Regions from separate parts of the Mus musculus genome. Here all the other regions are linked to region 3. The links are chromatin contacts, called in public HiCAR-type and promoter capture Hi-C maps. All regions are on one chromosome and are shown on one strand. The core of a region is the stretch at or near the end of the contact, and the rest is flanking DNA. Distances in the headings are between cores, read along the strand shown.

Region 1 (3,028 bases), core at 405-2,904, 2.5 Mb after region 3:
GGGTCAGGACCCCTTTTAGGGTCAGATAATCCTTTCACAGGGATCACCTGACACAAACAGAAAACCCAGCTATTTATATTATGATTCATACCCGTGGCAAAATTACAGCCATGAAGAAACAACAAAAATAATTGTATAGTTGGGGGTCACCACAACGTGAGTAACTGTATTAAAGGGTCACAGTATTTAAAAAGGTTGAGAAACACTGCCTTAAATATTACAGCAATATTTTTAAATAAGAGAAATTACATCCTGCAGAAGGTTGTAATCCTACATCACACAGAGAGAGAGAGACACAGGTAGAAAGACACAAAGAGAGACAGACAGACAGACAGACAGACAGACAGACAGGAAGACAAATAAAAACAAGGATGAATGTGTTCTTGCTTTATAAGTCTTACAGTATCTCAGAAAAAATAAGTGTTTCATAATTGTTAACAGATGATATATGTTTTATATATGTAATAAGAATTGAAATTATATGAATAACAATTTGCCTCCATTTTGTATATATAATCACTTTCACAAGATTGTTGCCATTTTTGATGAAATTCCAAAATGCAGATATATATCAAAAGATATAGTGCTTCAGTATTAATTAATATAGTGCTACAAGTATTAATTGTAATACTTTACAATTTGAGTTGCTATTGATCTAATTTTTGATAGAAGGATTTTTTTGAAAAATTAAATACACAGAATTATATTGGCAATTTGAAGCAAATACTATGTTAGAGCATATCAGTTCTTAAATTGGCACTTTATAGATGTAAAAGTGTGAATTATTAATATTTTTAGGTTTCAGTTCATTTATCATTTAATAAAAAATTGTAGTGGCGGTCATAATATGCTAAGTTTTAGAATGAAAGTGTTATATAAAGAGAAATGATTACGATCCTTGTAAATGTAAAACACGTGATTTTTTTTCTATTTTAATTCAAACTGGCCATATGACTTTGGGAAGGTCATTGAATTTCTCAATGTCTCACTTTGGGGGAGGTATAACAATAACAATAACCTCTATTTTCATTTGCTCAGCTTCTAAAGTCATGGAGAGATTCAAACTGACAACATAGGTAAAATGCTTTGCAGTTTGTCCTTTAACACGACATTGGCTATGTCATTATGTTTAAGGCGATTATTATTTATTGACCTAGTGCAATATTCTCTAATAAAAGAAATATTTGGACATCATTACAATTAATTAGAGCACCATGACTATTCCCCCAAAAAAGGTTCATTCTGATTTATTAGAGCAAGAATTAAAAAGAAAAAAATCAGCGAACTACCAAAATGCAAATACAGGAATTATCTAGCGATGTTTGTCTTTCTGCTCCCCAGAAGCTTTAGCGTAATACCAGCCTGTTTTCATTACATAACTATAGGTCTTTACTTACACCATAGTTCTAAAATTTCTGTCCTATGAGACCCCAGATAACCCTGTCTGCTCCCAAGATTTAGGTTTATTTGCAACCCTCTTAACAGAGTGATCACAGCTTACTGCATGGGGCTAGCTCAGGCCACATGCCCTCAGAGATAGATCTCACTGGTCACTGGGTCCCAAAGGATATGCGGCATGGCCTGGACCCCCCCACCCCCTTTGAGGAGATATCATTTTAACCTTATACTCAGCAGCTCTTGAGTGGGTACAGATGTCTCTGAAAGCCGGAAACTGTTGCCATAGCATTTTCCTTCTCTGTTCCTGCCTACCTTCCTTCTCCAAAGAATGAACAATCTGAAACAAATCTATTGGTTTGTTTCAAGAGCAGAATTCGGAGCTCCGGTGGTGTTATATCTACAGTACATACTGGCTGTACCTGGTGGGAGGGTTTAGCAAGTCCGAGGGTGGCATTAAGTTTCCTAGGACAGAGTCATCTTTGCAGATACCATTGCAGAGCAGTATACAGACCCAGGGAGAAATTTCCTCCCCCACACCACCCCAATCCCATTGGCCTTCTAGACAAGCCAAATTACAAGTCCTGAAACACAACCTCGTTATTTCCAGAACTCTCAGCGTGGACAGCTCCTGCATCCTGGGTGCTTCCTCTGCAGTGTGCGGCGGGAGAGCCATAGCACCCAGTGCAGCACGCGACTATCCCGCGCGCTCCCTCCTCCCAGTCCGCCCCCTCCCTTAGCTCACTCTACCGGCCACTTTGAGGGATTTCCTCCCGGGGCGGCCTTTGCAGCAGAAACACATCTGCCTGGTTCGCGGCAACAGCATGGATCTCCGAGTAAGAACCCTTCTTGGTGGAGACAGACTTCGGATTCTCCTAATGTTCTTCCGTGAGTAGCGTCTGGGGACCAGGGGTACTGAATGCACTCTGCAGCAGAGAATCTAATACACCGAATAAAGCCCTCTGATTTCACTCTGTTGTACTAGGTCTTTATGCTTGTGGTTATTTGGGGCTGGTGAGTGTTATGACCCATCCATATCAGAGAACTCCCAGAGAGCCACACACCTGTATGGCATCTCCCAGACAGAGCGCTAGACACGCCGAACTCATGGCTGTGATGGTGGGGCATAGCACTGCCAAGAAAGATTTAGCTTTAACCGCGCTCCCTAAACCCCCAGGGTGTCTGTGTGTATGTGTGTATGTGTGTAAGTGTGTGTGTTAAAGCCTAGTCGTATTGCAAATAAGAATTTAATTTTATTTTAGCTTCTGTTTTCATTATAAATTATCAGCAGTAAATATGAGTTTGGTGGCGGTAGACTAGAGAAATGGCTTGCGGAGCACACTGCTTCGAGCAGGGAACTTTGCCTCTCCAAAGCCTGCAGAGAACCAGCTCAGGTGTCCTAAAGCAGAGGGCTAGTTGAGCCCGAGAGCAATGAAATTGCTTTCCTTGTTCCGCAGATGTAATGGTCCAAACCGTGGCAGAACAAGAAGTGGAAAATCTTTCGGGCCTTTCCACGAACCCCGAGAAAGACATATTTGTGGTGCGGGAAAATGGGACGACGTGTCTCATGGCAGAGTTTGCAGCCAAATTTATTGTACCTTATGATGTGTGGGCCAGCAATTATGTGGATGTA
Region 2 (3,051 bases), core at 241-2,740, 2.2 Mb after region 3:
CAAGGTTTTGCCTCCCAATATAGTTCATGCAATATAGTTATAGACCTCTTAATCTGTGGTCCTCCTGCCTCAGCCTCCAGAGTGCATGAGAGACCATCACATTCCACTGCAAAGGTCCATTGCACTGTACTTAGACCAAATTAAAAATGGGTCTCACTTTGGATGTCCCTGCTACGTAGTCCTTAATGACGCTGTTATCACAGAGTTGTCCTTGAGTGTTTCCTCTTCCCAGAATTTGTGGCCAGTTCTTGTCTGATTGGCAGCGCTCAGCATTTGAGACTCATTTATAAAATGTATATACCCTTGACCAAGAGTGGTTTAGATAAACTGCTGTTGAAGCAAACATTTTACTGTATTGCTCATTCCTTAGGGATGACAGTGTACCTTTTGAGCATCACAAAACACTTCATAAAGGCCTTTCTTTCATAAGCAGCAGCTCTGGGCCAGGCCTAGAGCACATTCAGAGACTGCTTTCCTGTACGGTTTCTGGGCAAGAGCATCGCTTTAAAGATGAGGAAAAGCTTAATGTGTACTTTGGCTTGGGGATTCCTTATTAAGAACATGCAGATCTCCCCAAGGAAAACTACATTTGCATGTACAAGCTCTCCCTGTAATTAGAACAATTTCCTCCTCCTCCTCCCCCCCTTCCAGCCCCCTTTTAAATTCAGCTTTTCAGTGTGTTAAGTATAAGGTTTTTGTCTTTTCCACAAAGGCAGGCCTTTCTGAAGGGATTGAAGGCTGAAAAGTCTCAAGCCGCTGGGATCCCTGCACCAGCAAGGAGAACTGCATGGGGGAGGGGCTGAGGTCTTACACACACCAGTTTCGGGGGGCGGGGGGGGGGGAATGCCAACCCCAGTGCTCAGAAGGAAAATTAATAGGCTCATTTAAACAAAAGTAAAGTTCAGGAGGCAAGTTTTCTTCTATTCTGAGGTCCGTTTAAATTGTAATAAAAATTAAAATGCCTGAAATATTTTGGCATTGGAACTCGGCTGTGTTAGCTCGTGGGCACCTCCCAGCTTCCTCAGATAGCAACACAAAACTGGCAGCCCCCCAAGGGAACATTCTATCAGGACCTCCCTGGGAGGCAGGGGAGGGAACTTGGAGTTCTGATTGCGCAAGCGCGCCACTCTTGTGTCCTTGCATTCAAAGACTGCCTGCTAGCCTCTGCCCCTGTGCTTGCCAGCTGTGGTATAGGTCTGGATGTCTAAAGAAATGGCAGGAAATACCGCGCATTGTGGGGAAATCATATCTTGCTAGATACTTTAATTACCTTTGTAAGATTTTTTTGGGGGGTATCATAATCAAAATTGCTAAAATGCTTAATTTTATTTGTTTCTTAATAATCTAAATTGCTAAGTATTCTAATATTCCAAATTGCTAAAACAGTCTCAAACATAATTAAACCCTTGTTTGATTCTGGACAGTTTTCAGCGCCTCCAGGTTGTTACTTCTATTGCATCAATATGAGTTCTATTCATTGGTGTCCCTGTCAGGAGAATGCCAAGCACAGAGCCGGGCATGACTGGCTACCCCACCGAGCTTTGTGTTCAGCAAGAGTGAGAGGGAAGTGCGTTGAGATTTTTTTCCTCCTCTTCTTCCTCCACACAAGGGTTGCCCCGATTCACAGAGAACCCCTGCCTCTGCCTCCAGATCAGTGTGATTAAAGGTTGCTACTACCACACTATCCCCAGGAAGGACTTCTAATAAACCAGTCTGGGACTGACAGAGGACCCTTTGAAATACGCATTCTGTTCAGATGGGGGGTGAACAGATGTTAGGTTCTGTGGAGAGATAGGAAGATAGCGATGCTTAGAGCACGAATACGATACTGACCCCATTTGAAGAAGCTGAAAGTAAATGGCCTAAGTCGATGCTCGGAGGTGATACCGAGCGAGCATGTCGGAGGGTAGTGAGAGTCTGAGCTCACTGCTTTGGGAGGAAGGAGTGTTAAATACTACATGTGGGGTTACATCAGGACCTCCCCTTCTATTTAATATTCAGCCCGTGAATGAGTCATGACTGTAAGAAGAGTTAACCAGAGGAGTAACAAGACCCAGTTACCCAGGTTAGGGGTCCCTTGCCTCTCCCGCCGGGCAGCTGTCCAGAACCCTTGGTGGGACCTGGGGAGAGTTCACACAGCTTCCTAAGGCGTCCTGACATTTGCTCCTGTCCAGTCGAGGTGTACAATTGCAGAGGGGGCACTTCTTGCCTAACTAAGCTTGTGACAAGCCTGGGCAGGGTTCTACTGCCTGGAGAAGGTGAGCTGATGGTTAATGCTTTGCTGTGAAGCCGCCTGATGACAGTGAATTTCACAGGACATCTGGCCAGCTCCTTTCTCCCTGCCAGGCACCCATCACCAGAGGTAGCCTTTGAAGGTCTTTGTTTGCTTGAACAAAGGTGGTGGACTTTATTTTTTACACCTACCCTCATTTTGAGATGTGAACCTTGTTCTGAGGGTTGACTCCTTCACTGAGAACTATGAGTTTGTGGTCTATATGAAAACTTACAATTATATTAAAATTTCCTAAAATCTGACTATGTTCTTTTTTTGTAAACCTCTGAGTAATAAATCAAAACCTGAAGAGCCCCAAAAGTTCTCGTACAGCTGCAGTGTGAAGACAGTCTTGTTTCGTAAATGAGGTGTCGTGTTTTAGTCACCGCTGAAGGTGCTTCCATACTCTCATTCTCTGTTCATAGTAGACTTTAGAAAGCCGTGGACGGTATGATTAAAATGTAAATCTATTGTAATGAATAAGAGTTCTTTACATCCGATGGGGTTGCATCCTAGCACACGGTCGTGTGTGTGATCGGCTGCTGCTCAGCATTAATGAAGTTTATCCTAAATTACAATTTTAAAGTGTGATTTTTAGACTCTGCACCTGGTGTTTTTTCAGGCTTGTAGTATGCCTGCTTTAGTAGATTGTTAATGCTACTTTAAAAGCACTACAGGAGTTTGGAAAAGAAGAAAGCTCTTCATGGTCCTGGTGTCTGGCAAAGCCACCGACAGACTTCTGGGCATTTCTGGCCCTCCATAAGGACCTTACACATTTG
Region 3 (3,154 bases), core at 571-3,070:
CGAGTGCTCTTCAGAGAAATTGGGCCAAACTTGAGGAAAGTTCCTGGGAAAGGCTTTTTAGCAGCACCTCTCTGGGCTACAAAAAAGAAGCCAGCAGGCACCACCAAGGTGGAGTAACTGTCCAGAGGCATCCATTTTACCTCAGAGACTTGATTACTAAGGATATCCTAAACGGCCAAACTCTCTCTTCTGGTGTTCCAGAGGCCCAAAGCTGCAAGGCATTGTTGATGTCATCACCAAAGGTTTCATTTTCATCTTTTCTTGGGGTTGGTCCAACAGCTGTCAGCTTTCTCTTCCTCATTAAAGGCAACTTTCTCATTTAAATCTCATATAGGTTCGGAGTTTCTTGCTTTGCTCCTTCCGCCTCCGCGATGACAGAAGCAATGGTTAACTTCTCAATTAAACTTGATAGGGAAGGAAATGGCTTCAGAGGCGATCAGCCCTTTTGACTTACACACTTACACGTCTGAGTGGAGTGTTTTATTGCCGCCTTGTTTGGTGTCTCATGATTCAGAGTGACAACTTCTGCAACACGTTTTAAAAAGGAATACAGTAGCTGATCGCAAATTGCTGGATCTATCCCTTCCTCTCCTTTAATTTCCCTTGTAGACAGCCTTCCTTCAAAAATACCTTATTTGACCTCTACAGCTCTAGAAACAGCCAGGGCCTAATTTCCCTCTGTGGGTTGCTAATCCGATTTAGGTGAACGAACCTAGAGTTATTTTAGCTCCCCGACTGAAAAGCTAGCACACGTGGGTAAAAAAATCATTAAAGCCCCTGCTTCTGGTCTTTCTCGGTCTTTGCTTTGCAAACTGGAAAGATCTGGTTCACAACGTAACGTTATTCACTCTGGTCTTCTACAGGAATGCTCAGCCCATAGTTTTGGGGGTCCTGTGGGTAGCCAGTGGTGGTACTATGAAGGCTCCTGAATGTAGGGAGAAATGGAAAGATTTCAAAAAAGAATCCTGGCTCAGCAGCTTTGGGGACATTTCCAGCTGAGGAAGAAAACTGGCTTGGCCACAGCCAGAGCCTTACTGCTGGAGACCCAGTGGAGAGAGAGGACCAGGCAGAAAATTCAAAGGTCTCAAACCGGAATTGTCTTGTTACCTGACTCTGGAGTAGGTGGGTGTGGAAGGGAAGATAAATATCACAAGTATCGAAGTGATCGCTTCTATAAAGAGAATTTCTATTAACTCTCATTGTCCCCTCACATGGACACACACACACACACACACACACACACACACACATCACTAGAAGGGATGTCCACTTTACAAGTGTGTATCTATGTTCAGAAACCTGTACCCGTATTTTTATAATTTACATAAATAAATACATATAAAATATATGCATCTTTTTATTAGATTCATTTATTTGAATATAAATGTATGAATATTTATAAAATGTAATAATGCACTCAGATGTGTATCGGCTATTTCTCGACATTTTCTTCTCACCATTCAAAACAGAAGCGTTTGCTCACATTTTTGCCAAAATGTCTAATAACTTGTAAGTTCTGTTCTTCTTTTTAATGTGCTCTTACCTAAAAACTTCAAACTCAAGTTGAATATTGGCCCAATGAGGGAACTCAGAGGCCAGTGGACTCTGGATTTGCCCTAGTCTCCCGCAGCTGTGGGCGCGGATCCAGGTCCCGGGGGTCGGCTTCACACTCATCCGGGACGCGACCCCTTAGCGGCCGCGCGCTCGCCCCGCCCCGCTCCACCGCGGCCGCCCCGTAGGGCGCGCCGTCCACACCCCTGCGCGCCGCTCCCGCCCGCCCGGGGATCCCCGGCGCGCTGCGCCTCCGAGGGGGAGGTGTTCGGCCACGGCCGGGAGGGAGCCGGCAGGCGGCGTCTCCTTTAAAAGCCGCGAGCGCCGCGCCACGGCGCCTCCGTCGTCGCCGCCGGAGTCCTCGCCCTGCCGCGCAGAGCCCTGCTCGCACTGCGCCCGCCGCCGCTGCGCTTCCCACAGCCCGCCCGGGATTGGCAGCCCCGGACGTAGCCTCCCCAGGCGACACCAGGCACCGGACGCCCTCCCGGCGAAAGACGCGAGGGTCACCCGCGGCTTCGAGGGACTGGCACGACACGGGTTGGAACTCCAGACTGTGCGCGCCTGGCGCTGTGGCCTCGGCTGTCCGGGAGAAGCTAGAGTCGCGGACCGACGCTAAGAACCGGGAGTCCGGAGCACAGTCTTACCCTCAATGCGGGGCCACTCTGACCCAGGAGTGAGCGCCCAAGGCGAGCGGGCGGAAGAGTGAGTGGACCCCAGGCTGCCACAAAAGACACTTGGCCCGAGGGCTCGGAGCGCGAGGTCACCCGGTTTGGCAACCCGAGACGCGCGGCTGGACTGTCTCGAGAATGAGCCCCAGGACGCCGGGGCGCCGCAGCCGTGCGGGCTCTGCTGGCGAGCGCTGATGGGGGTGCGCCAGAGTCAGGCTGAGGGATGCAGAGTGGCGGCCCGCCCGCCACCCAGATCTTCGCTGCGCCCTTGCCCGGACACGGCATCGCCCACGATGGCTGCCCCGAGCCATGGGTCGCGGCCCAGCTAACGCAGAACGTCCGTCCCTCGCCCGGCGAGTCCCGGAGCCAGCCCCGCGCCCCGCCAGCGCTGGTCCCTGAGGCCGACGACAGCAGCAGCCTTGCCTCAGCCTTCCCTTCCCGTCCCGGCCCCGCACTCCTCCCCCTGCTCGAGGCTGTGTGTCAGCACTTGGCTGGAGACTTCTTGAACTTGCCGGGAGAGTGACTTGGGCTCCCCACTTCGCGCCGGTGTCCTCGCCCGGCGGATCCAGTCTTGCCGCCTCCAGCCCGATCACCTCTCTTCCTCAGCCCGCTGGGCCCACCCCAAGACACAGTTCCCTACAGGGAGAACACCCGGAGAAGGAGGAGGAGGCGAAGAAAAGCAACAGAAGCCCAGTTGCTGCTCCAGGTCCCTCGGACAGAGCTTTTTCCATGTGGAGACTCTCTCAATGGACGTGCCCCCTAGTGCTTCTTAGACGGACTGCGGTCTCCTAAAGGTAGAGGACACGGGCCGGGGACCCGGGGTTGGCTGGCGGGTGACACCGCTTCCCGCCCAACGGCGCAGGGCGCCTGGGAGGACTGGTGGAGTGGAGTGGACGTAAACATACCCTCACCCGGTGCACGTGCAGCGGATCCCT

The links. Promoter capture Hi-C pulls out the DNA fragments that hold promoters and counts their contacts. HiCAR-type assays count read pairs that join an accessible place to other places.
Region 1: a contact with region 3 is called in a promoter capture Hi-C map of embryonic stem cells, with 4 times the contacts expected there. The contact joins the promoter of Lamp5 here to the promoter of Bmp2 in region 3. A contact is called at or near these places in 2 of 39 promoter capture datasets (the 3T3-L1 cell line and embryonic stem cells).
Region 2: a HiCAR-type map of astrocytes shows a contact between it and region 3, with 5 times the contacts expected there. The contact joins the enhancer-like site here to the promoter of Bmp2 in region 3. A contact is called at or near these places in 2 of 39 promoter capture datasets (hippocampal neurons and liver) and 2 of 115 datasets of contacts at active chromatin or transcription factors (astrocytes and embryonic forebrain).

Annotation. Positions count from the first base shown.
Region 1 is chr2:136,056,094-136,059,121 of GRCm38.p6, forward strand. Lamp5 (lysosomal-associated membrane protein family, member 5) reads left to right here and starts at 1,655. Exons shown (of 6, transcript NM_029530.3): 1 at 1,655-2,283; 2 at 2,853-3,025. The coding sequence starts at 2,220.
Region 2 is chr2:135,711,006-135,714,056 of GRCm38.p6, forward strand. The region is part of intron 1 of Plcb4 (phospholipase C, beta 4); the gene reads left to right. Among named protein-coding and RNA genes, the nearest start is that of Plcb4, 53 kb to the left of the region's middle. Within about 2 kb of position 1,491, at least 150 of the 459 cell types and tissues checked have an H3K27ac peak or open chromatin away from gene starts, as enhancers often do. A contact at or near this core is called in astrocytes, embryonic forebrain and liver, where this site is marked.
Region 3 is chr2:133,550,339-133,553,492 of GRCm38.p6, forward strand. It overlaps Bmp2 (bone morphogenetic protein 2), which reads left to right and starts at 1,821. Exons shown (of 3, transcript NM_007553.3): 1 at 1,821-3,013. RefSeq lists promoters at 1-2,786, 1,783-1,981, 2,471-2,786 and a cis regulatory region at 799-809.